2 separate regions of the Mus musculus genome follow, and region 1 is linked to region 2. Evidence: chromatin contacts called from public ChIA-PET data. All regions are on one chromosome and are shown on one strand. The core of a region is the stretch at or near the end of the contact, and the rest is flanking DNA. Distances in the headings are between cores, read along the strand shown.

Region 1 (7,148 bases), core at 2,623-5,122, 130 kb before region 2:
TGGTAGCTGAAGCCCACTCCTGTGCAAGCCATACTGGAACTTCATATTGAGAATAGAAGACGTAGAAATCAGATGGATTTCCAAAGTGGCCAAACTTTTCAACTGTAATTTTATAAATGATACTACACTGATATAGCCAATTAGATTTAAAATGTCTTCAAAAATTACTTTATTTTATTTAAAGCATCTGTTTAATGCAACTTTTAATCAGATTTTGCAAAGGGTATGTATGTATTTTAATATAGTCTGACCTGAATTTATATGTTTTTAGCTTTAGTATTTAACCTTTTATAACAAATAAACCATTTTTTAAAAAAACAAGTTCAATGAAGTGTTCTGTAGTTATTTCATCTGGATGTTGATTGCTGAAATAATTTGGGGAAATGAGTTTCTCAAGAAAATTATGTTTTATAGACAATTTCCTTTATGTATAAAATCCTAATTATTGCTAGTGTTGTAGATGGCTCAGACATGTAAGATGAGGTAAGGAGAGGATGTTTCTTTATATATCTGTGTGAAGGGTAAAATAGTCTCCTAGCAAGGCAACTTCCTTTATCCAGAAGAGTAATTTTGATAGTTACTTACTATAGAAACTTGTAGATTTGAATGTTGGCTGGGCTCAAGAGTTTATGAAATGGCAAGCTGTTCTGTGTAGAAGAGGAATAAGAAAAAAGGAGACGGAAGGAGAAGGAGAAAGAAGAAGAAGAAGAAGGAGAAAGAAAAAGAAGAAGAAGAAGAAGAAGAAGAAGAAGAAGAAGAAGAAGAAGAAGAAGAAGAAGAAGAAGAAGAAGAAGAAGAAGAAGAAGAAGAAGAAGAAGAAGAAGAAGAAGCAGCAGCAGCAGCAGCAGCAGCAGCAGCAGCAGCAGCAGCTGGGCAGTGGTAGCGCATGCCTGTAATCCCAGTACTTGGGAGGCAGAGGCAGGCGGATTTCTGAGTTCGAGGCCAGCCTGGTCTACAGAATGAGTTCCAGGACAGCCAGAGCTATACAGAGAAACCCTGTCTCAAAAAAAAAAAAAAAAAAAAAAATGGAGTTTCCAAGGCCTGAGGAACCCAAATAGGAGAAAGAAGAGCAGCCATAACATGAAGGCACATTGTGTACAGTGTGTGAAGCCCTTGTGCAAGTGAACTACCTGTAAAGCTTGCTCAGTTCCCCAAGGGCTCCACAGTAAAATCATAACAGAAACCTGATCTAGGAGTGCGGCCCCCTCTATGAAGAACTAGGTGTGTACCTTCCCATCCATAGCTCTCTGGGCTAATAAGGGCTTTGGTAAACCTGACTTCTCTACCCAGATACTCCTCTCGCAGGGAGAACATTTGTCCTGTCCTGATCCCTTGTTGTTAATTGAGATTATCTGTATACTTCATACCATGTATTCTTTCTGTGCCTTGGGTTAGGTGGCTATTCCCTACTGCAGAATCTTGTATATCCAAGACAATCCAATTTAAACATTTCTCTTGCTTTCTATGATGCTCTCAGAACGACTCAATTACTTCTACATGTGTCTTTCCTTAGCTACTTGTCCATACTTTTGTTGTAGAACTTAAAACATTTACAAAATTTCTAGGTATTGTTTGTCAGTGGTCTCTCTTGGCTACCCCTTGTGGACAGGACCCATGTTTTGATTTATCTCTCTAACCCTCCATCAGGCACAGGCCTAGCACAATTATGTATTATATACTTAGTGTATGTGCTGGTAATGTTGAGCCCAACTGCTTCTGAAACGGTTAGAGTGCCTAGAAGTAGAAATAATTACAAACTTGCAAGTGAGAAGTGGAAAGCAGGCTCCCACTCAACTGCTGTTTGTGCTGTCAGTAACTGATCTCCCTGTGGGCTTGGTGTTCAGGGTGAAGTTTTCTGTGAATGTAAAATATAGAAAGGAAATATGATACATGAAAAGCCATCGAGGAACTGCAGAGTCTGCATAAATGATCTTTAAGATAGATCTGACTAGTGGGCTTCACTGTAAGTGGAGCTGAAAATGGGATGAGAAGATGGAAAACGTCTTCTGGGATGGAATGGATAGAAAACTCGCCCTGTTATACACAATATATATACAATTGCCCATTCTTTTTTTTGTTTTGGTTTGGTTTTGGTTTTTTTGGTTTTTTTCGAGACAGGGTTTCTCTGTGTAGCCCTGGCTGTCCTGGAACTCACTCTGTAGACCAGGCTGGCCTCGAACTCAGAAATCTGCCTGCCTCTGCCTCCCAAGTGCTGGGATTAAAGGTGTGTGCCACCATGCCCGGCTGACATGCCCATTCTTATCTAGACCAATTCCTGGTTCTATGTAAGCCACAGTAAATTGTTTTTGCTCCTAATATGTATAGCTTCTAGGACTCCAGAGGGCTGGTGTTTCTCTTGCTGACATGGCAGTGTGACAAAGACTGGACTGAAACTATGAGCCACAGTATTAATCCTGGATGTTTCACAGTAATGCAAAGTTGACTAGCATGGGATTGAGTTACATGATCATAAGCAAGTGACTAGTGCACATTCTCATTAGAGCTCCCCACTGTAAACCAGAAGAGCAGCCTCACAAAGGTGTCCACACCCCGCCAGAGTTAACTCGTTACTTTTCATGGAGAAGTTGACTGGTGCTGTGAAGGATTTTGAGATGGAAAATTATTCTCATGAGACCCTTGTAAGTGCGAAGCAATAGTGTTGGGGAGATAGTGTGAATAGTTTGAGATTTGGAGGTGCTGCCTGCTCCTGAAGACAAAGATGGAGGTTCAAGAGCCAAGGGCTAAGGACAGCTTGGAAAGCTAAGGCAACAGAGAAAAGGACTTGAGCCTAAGGAAACAGCCCGCCAAAACTTTGACATTCGGATTCATGACTTCCAGAACTGCAAGAGAATTGACATAACCACAATGAGCCTCTTCTATACAGCAGACCAAACAGTCCAGTAAACAGCTGGCTGAGTCATTTACTCTCTGAGGTCTCAGTGTTACCTGCTTTTCCAGTGTTCACAGCAGCAACCAAGGGTGACCCTTTGAGGGCTAATTAAAGCATGGGCTGCTGGGCTTTGGTCTGAATGGAGAGTTTCATCACCCAGGGTAGGTAGAAGGAAGGCACATTAGGACACATTTCCAGACAATGCTGATGTGCCACGTCATGTGCTCATAGGCCACAATGGGAGAACCTAGGGAACAAACAACTCTGCAGCACTGTTGACACCGTTTCCCCATGTCTCTCCTCGCCCCCCCCCCATTCTGCCCCAGCCTCAAAGGCTCACCCTATCCTAGCAGCCTAACCCTATCTTTTTTTTCTTTTTTCTTTTCCAATTCTGCCTCACAGGCAATTGACCAAAGACCTACCTAGGCGTCCCTATAGTGTTGGCTCCCGGGCAGTGGTGCAGACGTCTTGTCAAGGTGGAGGCTGGAGTCAGACATTGGGTTGTGGTGGCCACACAGTCTCCTCCTGTCATAATGTTTATAGACCTCTGCTCTCATTCTCTCCTAAGATCTTTGGACATATTCTGAATGCTGGGTTTTTTACATGTTTGCTCCAAATTTTCAACTAATGTAAAATTAAATTCAGAAAGTTATTTATTTTAGTGGATTTAGTGTGTGTGTGTGTGTGTGTGTGTGCGCGCGCGCGCGCGTGTGTGTGTGTGTGTGTGTGTGTGTGTGTGTGTGCGTAGATGTGTGTATTTCTAAATACATGAATATAGCTGCTCAGTCTGTATAATGTGATTTGTATGTAGATGAAAAAATGAAATGAGCAGAGGAGGATGTGGCCACTCCTTAGTGTAGAAAAGAGAGAAGGAAGAGCCAGGCTGAACATGGCCAGCTGACTAAACCAGACCATGAGAGGAGAGCAGGGGAGGGAAAGCAAGAGAAGACCTGCTAAGGAGAGATAAGATGAGTCAACCTGGTGCCAAGAGGCCAACAGCCTGGTGTAGCCAAAAAGGCTGAGTTACAGTAATCAGGCTGGGGAAGGTAAGTGGAAGCCTAGCTCCTGGAATGCTTTAGGGCAGGGTGGTGGGGTGAGAAATGATAGGAGGGCCCACAGGTACTAGGTGAGACTGGTTCTGAATTTGAGACTTAACAGCATGCATGCATTTTCAGGAATGACAATGTAGTATTAGATAACCAATTACTATGCTCTTCCCTGGGAAACAATTTCTCCAGCTCTCAGCTTTGCTCAGGCTGTAGTTCTCTGTCTTAGGTTAAGGCTCCATGGGCTTACACACACACACACACACACACACACACACACACACACACACACACACACATCTGTTGGTATTGTCCCACTTCAGTTCTTGTTTCATGTTGGTGAGACTCTAGAGGTGTAGTACCTGACACTTCTAGGAGGCACAAGTAATTGTAGAGCAAACATTCCTCTGCCTCTACCTTGTTTTCTCTCACTCTCCTGCAATTATCCCTGAGCCTTGGGTACAGGAGTTGTATTTTAGATGTATCGGTTGGAACTGGGCTCAACAACTCTGCCTTTTGATTGGTTGTGGTTTTCTTTAATGGTCTATATGGATTTTTAAAGGAGTTCAAAGACAATTTTAATGTTTTGGGGTAAGAAATCCCACTTTTTACCAAAATACACAGGCAATACCTCATATCTATTGACACTTAAATAATCATCAATTTTACTGCACTTGCATGAGGAATTCAAAGTATTAATTTTTTTGCTTCAACTTTATCATAAAATTGACATATGCAGACATTTTCTTTACTATGATAAAATTTAACACTATCTCATCCATGTTCGCTTGAGTTGCCTACCTTTTTTACTGTCTTCTGATATACAATATATATTCAGCTTCTCTATAAGAATTGGAAGAAATATTGCATCCCAGTCACTAATCACCTTTTTAAGATGAAAAGACTAGAGAGGCCAAGTTTGGCTAAGCCAACTTTTGTCATTGAGTCCAGGAAGTTACAAATAACTCTTCCTTTCTCATAGTTTGGCTGAGAACTTTATATTTATCAAATTAAATACTATACAAAAATACAATGTTCTTGTCGAGCGCGCCCCCAACTCGCCAGCAAGAACGACGCTGCTACAGGATCCTTCTGCACACGTTTATTCAGTCCTATTTCTTCTTTCTCTATATCTCCCTTGTTTATATCTCCCCTGTTTATATCTCCCTTGTTTATATCTCCCTTGTTTATATCTCCCTTGTTTTTATATCTCCCTTGTTTTTATATCTCCCAATAATAACAATCCTCTCTCGAATAATAATCCTCCCTCTAACCTGGGCCTCTCACTCTTATATACTCTCAGTTCCCATCCACGCACAGCAGGCCACGCCACCTCACCAGGCACGCAGCTTCAGCTAATCAGGGCAGCAGGGGCATATCTCCATCAAATTGGATTCACCTGTATCCTGGTACACCTGTGCAGCACTCAAGATGTTTGTGGTTTATATGAGGAAGTCAGGTGCAAGTCATATGACTTAGCTGCAGTCTCTGGCGCCTTTGGGACTGCCGCCACACCCGCTCCCCACAATTCCCCCTTTTTTCTTTTTTGGCAGAGAGAATGTCTGTAGATAGCCCCCCGCAACCATGCCCCTTACCTGTCTTTGGGAGACAAACAGCATTGGTTTGATCCCTGTCTTAGGTTGGTGACATGCCCAGGGAGTCTTATCACTGACTACCTCTCTATCATGCCAAGCCACACCTGGGGAGCTTGTGTTTTGCTTGCGGCAGGTGCATCAAAAGGCCAGGATGTTAATTAACTTATGGCCAGATCTTAATTGCTGCAAGCAAGCCTCATGGGTGAAGGTAGAGGTCTGATCCCCAGTGTGCAAGCATAGGGGCCCTACACAAAACCATCCCTTAGGCTCATCACCCAGAGAGGTCTTGGCCAGCTCCCGTGTCGTTTTTCCTGGGGAAAGGGAACTAGGACACTGAACCTTCATGCAATCAGACATGCCTTCCACAGGATGCCAACAGCAAGCTATCCTCTGTGCAGTGCTTAGCCTTGCACCCCACGGCATAACGCAGCATAATTTCTTTTAGAGCGGCAAACCGAATCTGAGGAGATTGTCCTGCCACCACTGCAGCAAAAGCCTACGCTACCATGGCGAAAGTGCGGGCCTGCACACTCTGCACCTAACACATGTGCCAAACACACAACACACACACACACTATAACAAGCATACATCCCAGGGCTCTCATCCCCGCTCATCTTCCCTGAAGCAAGGGATAGATGGCCAGCGGGGCTATCTCTTTAAGGGGAATTTAGGGATCAAAAAGCATGGAAAAATTTGAATGTCATGTCGAGCTGGTATCGGCTTCTGGAATACCGAAAGGATCTCTCATCTTGGCTCCATCCTTTGTGCTTGTGGGATCATCCACCACATCCACAGGGGCAACTGGATCAGGAGCCTCATTCTTGCAGCGTCTCACCAATCTCTCCAGCACCCAAAGAGGTTCCGTCTGGTCCTGTGGAAACACACAAACAGACCCTCTCGCCCATGTCAATACCGGATCTGGTCGATCCCCAGGGGAGATGGACACAATACCTCGTGGTAATGAGACCATAACCTCAATCACCTGTGTGTTCATCTGGGGGGTCAATACACCAAATCTCTGGACAGAAGGTCTGCCTATATGCGGCTGCTGAGGAGGCATAGGGAGGAGGCGCAGAAGCTAATTCGCCTTCCTCCTCTGCCTCAGCTCTGTTGTCCTGTCCTTTCTGTCCACCTGATAACACTGTGTCTCCTTTCTTTTTCCTTTTTCTTTTTAAGCCCTTTTCCTCTTCCGACATACTTTCTTGTTGCTCTGTAAGGATTTTCTGACCTGTCTTGACTGCCTCTACACACAGTTTCAAACAGTAACAGAGTCCATATATCAGAACAAACAAGACCAAAACTATCAGACCTACCCACAAAGGGTCAATGGGAGAAAAAAGCATAACTACACAGCGAGGATCTATTGATCACTACACTGAGGTTATCATAGTTCCTTAACTTGTCCCCAAACCGGGAACCTTAACTTATCCCAAAACTGGGAACCTATCGTTACTTTGTGCCTGCTTCCTGGCAACTTTATATTCCCCTCTATTTTATCCGAGGTCCTTCCCAAACTCCTGGGTTACTTTGTGCCTACTTCCTGGCAACTTTATGCTCACCTCTATTTTATCCGAGGTCCTTCCCAAACTCCTGGGGTTGCAAGTTTCACTCACCGT
Region 2 (6,627 bases), core at 1,614-4,113:
AATACACATGTAGTAGTAGAGCAATACTGCATGTGTAGAATGCATACAATGAAATGCTTCGGTGATTATTCTCTAGATAGTCATATACTTCTAGAAAGTAGCACCACCACCACCCACTAAGCAATCACTCCAGGACAACAGTGCTGTATGAAATAGTAAATTATGTGACCTCACCAATAGCCAATAAATAACTCATCAATAGCCAATAGTGTGATGGCATGTGGGTAGGGGGAAGACATTACTAGCTTAAAAGTTTATAATATTCCTTTACAGGAGACAGCCATCAAAAGGAGATTGCAGAAACCCAAGCATGTTAAATTTTAAGACTATAAAAATGATATGCAAAAATGCCAAAACAACAAAATACATAAAAGGTTACATGAATACCATACTTATTTTACAATTACTGAAATAAGATAATTATCTTAAAAATTATCATCAGTTATGAACATAAAGACTATCCTACTATGTTGGTTAGAAACATGAGTAATATAAAGAAAAGAAAAAAGAAAAGAGGAAAAGAAAGAAACCAAAACCACTCCTGACGATACCAAATGGGGACACAGAAACATCTGCTACTTCATGGCATCTTAAAATACTACAGTATCTAGCATATGCCAGGGATCATTAAGCAGGTCACACTGTCAGTTTTTAAAAAGATTTATTTTATTTGTATCTATGTGTATATGTGTGTGTGTCTGGGTGTAGTGGCTGCAGGAGCTAGAAGAGGATGTTGGATTCCCTGGAGTTCTAGGCAGTCATGAGCCATCTGATGTGGGTACTGGAAACTAAACCCAGGTCCTAGCTATCTCTCTATCCCACACTGTTAGTTTTTAAACATTATCAAATGATTACTTTGAAATAATGGTAAAAAACAAAACAAAGCATGCATTCAATATTGGCCAGGGGAATCAGCTCCTGAGATACTTTCAAAGAGCTGTGGGGACAGAAAACAGCATCCTTCTAGAGGCATTACTGAAAGTCACTCCTACTTCCTGACCTAGTATATTACACATCCCTGAATCTATCCTGAGGAAACAGAGGTGAAAAAGAAAATCCTAGAGATGTTCCCTGTACTGTTATTATGCAATAATATTATGCATTATTATGCAATAATAACAGTGTAAATAATCATAGAATAACTAAATGATAGATATTAAAACAATAAAATGTTAGGCGGTTACTTCAATATAACCTTTATTATTGAAAAATGTTCCTAATATAGCTTTAAATATAGAATATTTTAAAAGTAATCAATAAATATACTGACTCTGCAATTGTAAAGCTTTATTTAAGCGTTTGTTTTGGTTTTTAAAAATGAGGTCTCATGTGACTCAGTCTAATGTCAAACTCACTATGGTGCTGAGGCTGGATTTGAACTCCTGATCTTCCTGCCATCACTTCCAGTGCTGGGATTACAGACATGCAGCACCATTTTCAGATGCCTCTGAACCTTTTAAAAATATATTTGTGAGAATGAGAACAAACCAAAAAACCCCAAAAGACTAGGGGAAATCTACCAGAATTGCTGTCCACTGGCCCAGACACTCCTGTTTCATACTTACTCTTGTCTTGCTTTACACAGTTCTAAAATGTTCATTCACTTCATTTCTCAATCAGAAACAATAAAGGAGGCATAAAAATAAATTAGATTTTAGGCTATCAATATGAAACTTGCCCTTCATGACTCAATCAGTTTAAATATTTTGAAAGCTTTAAGAAAAAAAAAAGTGTCATTAGCTGTAAAAATGCTAAGAGTTTCTTCAGTATTAATCTTGCATTTATAATCTTTTCTTCAAGTTCTTTAAGAAAGACACAGAACACAACCCTCCCTAAAAACCAAGAAACAAAACTGCAAGCACCTGAGCATCTTCACACCAAATGCAGAACTTTCAGACACCTGTGACAAACAAGCCAGCACTGCACGTGGTCATTGGTCAACGGCAATGTGACTTCCCACTCTCATCTTTGAAGACAGACTTTAGTGAATTACCAACACTTGGACTGAGAAGACAACAGGTGTCCACCTGAGCTGTAAGAACACGCTCAGTATCGGTTAGCCGAGTATTGCTGCCTTCAATAATATGGCTAATATTTCTATTGTCCCTGACAAAACACTGAAGGCTTTTGAAATATTCCCAACTACTCTTCTCTGGGGTGGCTTACTTGGGAGCTTCTAGTGGATGGCGTAGACACAATTTAGTTCTTAATCAGTTTTCTATTGAGTTGAATTTTGTTAACCTAACTATCACCAGCTCTTCAAATCTAACCAACTGCTGCAGCTTACTACCCTAATCAGTCTTTTCCAGATAGAATGCCCCGGTACCCCTCAGTACCCCTCCCAATACCATTGCCCCTATGTCTTAACTCGGAAGGCACACTCCTCTCCTCCCACACCTTTGATAAAGCTAGCACTCTGCCTGGGGAGAGAGCAGACAGAGGGCTTTCCTCACAGATAGATGACGAGGCAGCTCTATCAAGTTCCCAAGGAGCACAATACTCAGCTGTGTCTAACCACAGATAAAGTCTCAAGACCTGCCTTTTCCATTCCCTTTGTCAACTTAAAAAAAAAATACTTTAATATTCATTTTTTGCCTAGATTTTCATATCAAGCCTGACATCTCCCAAAATTTTTTTTATTTGTTTATGGCACACTTAGAAAATACAGATAACAAATTGCCTTTTGGGAGGCATCTACTGAAATATGTTCTAGTTTTTTTTTTTTCCCTTTTTCATTTAACCCATGAAGATAAAAAATTTACATTTATAATTAGTAATAAGAAGGCAAACCATAATTTACATATTTACTTCTAGAAATAAATGCAGTTTGAATTACAAGGCTTCACATCTGTGAAGTCACCAGCATGTCTGCAGTGAACTGGGGTTCCTCCTCTAAGCCTGCCTTTCCCTACCAAAGGGAACCAATATTGGAACTTCTGCAGTTATCACTGTGTTTGGTTTCTAAAACATTTATCATATGAAAACCACATGATAATGCCTTTTGCCTGAATACTATACTAATCTGATAAAAGGACATCACTGTATTTGGTCACTGCCTTGTTGTAGAGCTATAATGCTATGGTGTATCCTACCACTGAGTTAGTACACACAGCCCCCTCCAGTCTGCTGCTGTTCTTAGTATCAGGGCTTATTTAAGTATTCATGACTAACAAAATATCTTCCACAGATGAAAAACAGTCTGTAAATTACATTTCATTTCAGAATTCTCTCTAAAACTCTCTCTCTCCTTTTACTAGAAGAGAGTTGCCTTTTGAAAACCCTTTTAGTACAAATTTCTAGTGCTGGTGCTCTGACAGAAGAAGGCTGGAAGAGGTAATGGGAAGCCACCTAAACAGCTCCTACATGGCACGACCCAAACAATCACCTACTTGTTTTCATTCCTTTCTATCCAACCAAATTCTCAAACAATAAACACAGAGCTATCCTTGATCCCCCTCTACTCTTCCCACTGACCTCTTCCATATCATCCAAATCCTGGTAATTCTGTTAAAGCAGCCATTGGCAAAGAATGTTAAAATGCAAATCTGACCACACGACTGACTCTTAGATTAAAACAGATGATGCTCTCCTGCAGTGTCTGAAAGCCATTGATTGTAACCTACTGGAAGATAATAGCATTAGTTCAGTGGACTTTGGCCAGGATTCTTTTTACTATTTTAAATTTCCTTCTATTTATTTTTATTTGTTTAGTATGGGGGTATTTTGTCTGCATGTTTGTCTACGTACCATGTGTGTGCCTGGTGCCTGCAGAGGCCAAAAGAGGGCATCAGAAGAGCCCCTAGAACTGGTGTTACAGATGGTTGTTAGCTGCCAAATAGTTACTAAAAACCAAACCCAGGAACTCTGCAAGAGCAGAGTGCTCCTGAGTGAGTCATGTCTCCAGCCTCTTTAGAACATTTCTTTTTAATTATTTACAGGATTCTTTTTAAATGAGAGAAAAAAACCAAACAAACAAAAAACAAAATTACGGTGTACAGATGAAGTTAAGGTAAAATAAATCCCAGGCAGTGGAACTTTTGTTTCAGCTTCATGAATGTGCATATCCATATGTCTTAAGGCTTCAAGTGAAACGTTTTGTCTTGGTGTGTGCTAATGAGTGTGTGTGTGTGTATGTGTGTGTGTATGATATGTGCATATATGATTGCTTAAGTGCCCATATTTGTGACCAGAGAAGCCAGAGGTCTACATGGAATATCTTCCTCTATTACTTTCCAAAAGAAAAAAAACATTTTTTTTTTTTTGAGACAGTGTTTCTCACTAAAACTGGAGCATGGAGACCCAAGGTACTACTACCTCTGTCGTCTAGGGATGCAACTGCAACACCTGTTTTTATGTGGACACCAGAGATCTGAATTTAGTCCTCATGCTTGCCCAGCATAGACTTCACCCACTGAGCATCTCCCCATGCACAACGGTTTTGTATTAATCAGAATGATTTGCAAATATGTTTGAAATACATTCGTCTGCAGACATAGATTCCTCCCATCAGAAGTCTTACCCAGAAACTGATGAATTATAAATCTTCTCCTGACGGGCAGTGGTAGCGCACGCCTTTGATCCCCGCACTTGGGAGGCAAAGACAGGAGGATTTCTGAGTTGGAGACCAGCCTGGTCTACAGAGTGAGTTCCAGGACAGCCAGGGCTACAAAGAGAAGCCCTGTCTCGAAAAACAAACAAAACTTCTCCTGAGAAAGTCTGTGTGTGTGTGTGTGTGTGTGTGTGTGTGTGTGTGTGTGTGTATTCTTATAGTGAATCCAGCTGTAAGGAAGAAAAATGAAGGGGAAAGCTTTTCAAAGTTCAGACTTCCACAGAGATTTGCAGACGAGTGGCTCCTTGAGGAGAGCCATGCCACACCTGTTTGCCTTTGCTCGTGCTGTGAAAGCTCAGGTATAAAATGGATTTCCCTCTTCCCTCACTAACCAAGTCCTGCAACCGTTCAAATTCATCTCCCAAAGGACTTCTCTAAAGTCTTCCTGACCATCACTCTCATTAACAGCTGGAGAGGTGGTCAACGAATGTGTATGAGAATGTGAGAATAAATTAAAAAAATGTGAATTCAGCACTTATCATAGGAAGGTAGGGGTGAGAACACATGTCTCACCCTGAAGGCAGACTCCTGCAGCAAGTACTGGAAGGCCACGTACCAGTTTTCTGGCACTTCAGTACCATTAACTTTGAAGTAACAGTTCACACATCAAAAATAAATAAATAAATAAATAAATAAATAAAACCCAAACAATATCTCTTTTATAGCACTGATGCAGTAATTAGATAAGATAAATATATGTAAAGTGCTTAAAGTTCTTAGCAGCAACAAAAACATTTATAATTTCCTCTCTTTAACTTCTCTAGATTTAATAATATGTCAAGTTAACACTATTGAGTAAGGCTTGAGCAATCAGGATCTTGGATTCTTGCCCTGCATTGTTAATGGACCACCAAATCTAAGAGGGTAGCAAGTTAATGGGGTGTAGCATACAGGTTAAAATGGAAAATGTACACACACACTGGAGCCAGCAATTTGGTTTTCTTTAACATATGTAAAATGTTGTTTGAAAGATCTGGGACACTACAGTGTCATGTGTGCCCCCCCCCCCCCCCCCAGTTTCCAAATACAATTGTAAAAATCTTGTCATTTGTGCACACAGGACATAGAAAGACCCAGTCATGCTGTGAAGATACTGAGTTTAGATGACTGCCTCTGGTCATTTAGAAAGCCCAGAGGTGAATCCTTATCCAGAAAGAATAGCAGGGCAGGGATGAGTGACAGCATAAAACTAGAGAGGTGGCTGCTTAAGTTACAACAACTTTAAGCTATGACTTCATTTGTTAAAAATAATGAGTGTCTAGAGGCAGCTCATATCCTTACCTAAAATGAGATTTAAAAAAAACAAAGCTGTGTGCACATAAAAGTTAGCTAACACCTTTGATAATATGAAAAGAATTGAAATTCAATATAAATATAAATGTTGTCTTAAGCATAAACTTCTACAGCATTCAAGATCTTAGAACAAAATACCAGTATACAAGAATATAACTTTAACAGTCTTTTTTTTTTTTTTTTTGGTTTTTCAAGTAACTTTAACAGTCTTCTAGTGGTAGTCACACCAGAGACAAGAGTATCAGCCCTTAATCATCAACTTTTGAATAGACTGATGAGACACAATTGTTTATAAAACTAGTGGGCTAGACAAACCAGAAACAGCAGGGGGAAGAAGCCAGAGGAAGGTGTATCATCTAAGAGAGAAGGCAGTGCTGAGGATTCCATTTTTGCCTTTGCTATTTGTTCCAAGACCATAGTTATCTGTGCTTTCCAGGTACCAAGCTGGGTAGGGTAGGGCAGTCTGAGGGAAGCATATTCAGGGTGGCTTGAAACTGCCTACTAATTTCAAATGCTAATTTAGTCCTTTAGACTCAATCTTCTCCCCTGACCCTACAAAATAAAATAAACAGCCAAGTATTTCTGAACGCTATGCTAAGTTCAGAACTTAAATAAAAAATTTTAAAACAGAATGCAAACACCTAGCTTCTGCATTAAGGACAATACTGGAGGAATCTATAACCCTATTCAAGCCATTAAAGCTATCAGTTAAGCAGATTCAGGAG

Evidence for each region. ChIA-PET counts read pairs in DNA pulled down with a chosen protein or histone mark.
Region 1: an SMC1A ChIA-PET map of the G1E-ER4 cell line shows a contact between it and region 2, with 5 read pairs. The contact joins two enhancer-like sites. A contact is called at or near these places in 1 of 15 datasets of contacts at CTCF or cohesin (the G1E-ER4 cell line), 2 of 484 Hi-C or Micro-C datasets (the BV-2 cell line and liver), 1 of 115 datasets of contacts at active chromatin or transcription factors (embryonic stem cells) and 1 of 9 other capture datasets (liver).

Annotation. Positions count from the first base shown.
Region 1 is chr13:75,862,710-75,869,857 of GRCm38.p6, reverse strand. It overlaps Rhobtb3 (Rho-related BTB domain containing 3), which reads left to right. Exons shown (of 12, transcript NM_028493.2): 12 at 1-321. Among named protein-coding and RNA genes, the nearest start is that of Gm41005, 25 kb to the right of the region's middle. Within about 2 kb of position 3,872, at least 24 of the 459 cell types and tissues checked have an H3K27ac peak or open chromatin away from gene starts, as enhancers often do. A contact at or near this core is called in the G1E-ER4 cell line, where this site is marked.
Region 2 is chr13:75,729,742-75,736,368 of GRCm38.p6, reverse strand. All of the region lies in intron 2 of Ell2 (elongation factor for RNA polymerase II 2), which reads right to left. Among named protein-coding and RNA genes, the nearest start is that of Ell2, 26 kb to the right of the region's middle. Within about 2 kb of position 2,863, at least 25 of the 459 cell types and tissues checked have an H3K27ac peak or open chromatin away from gene starts, as enhancers often do. A contact at or near this core is called in the G1E-ER4 cell line, where this site is marked.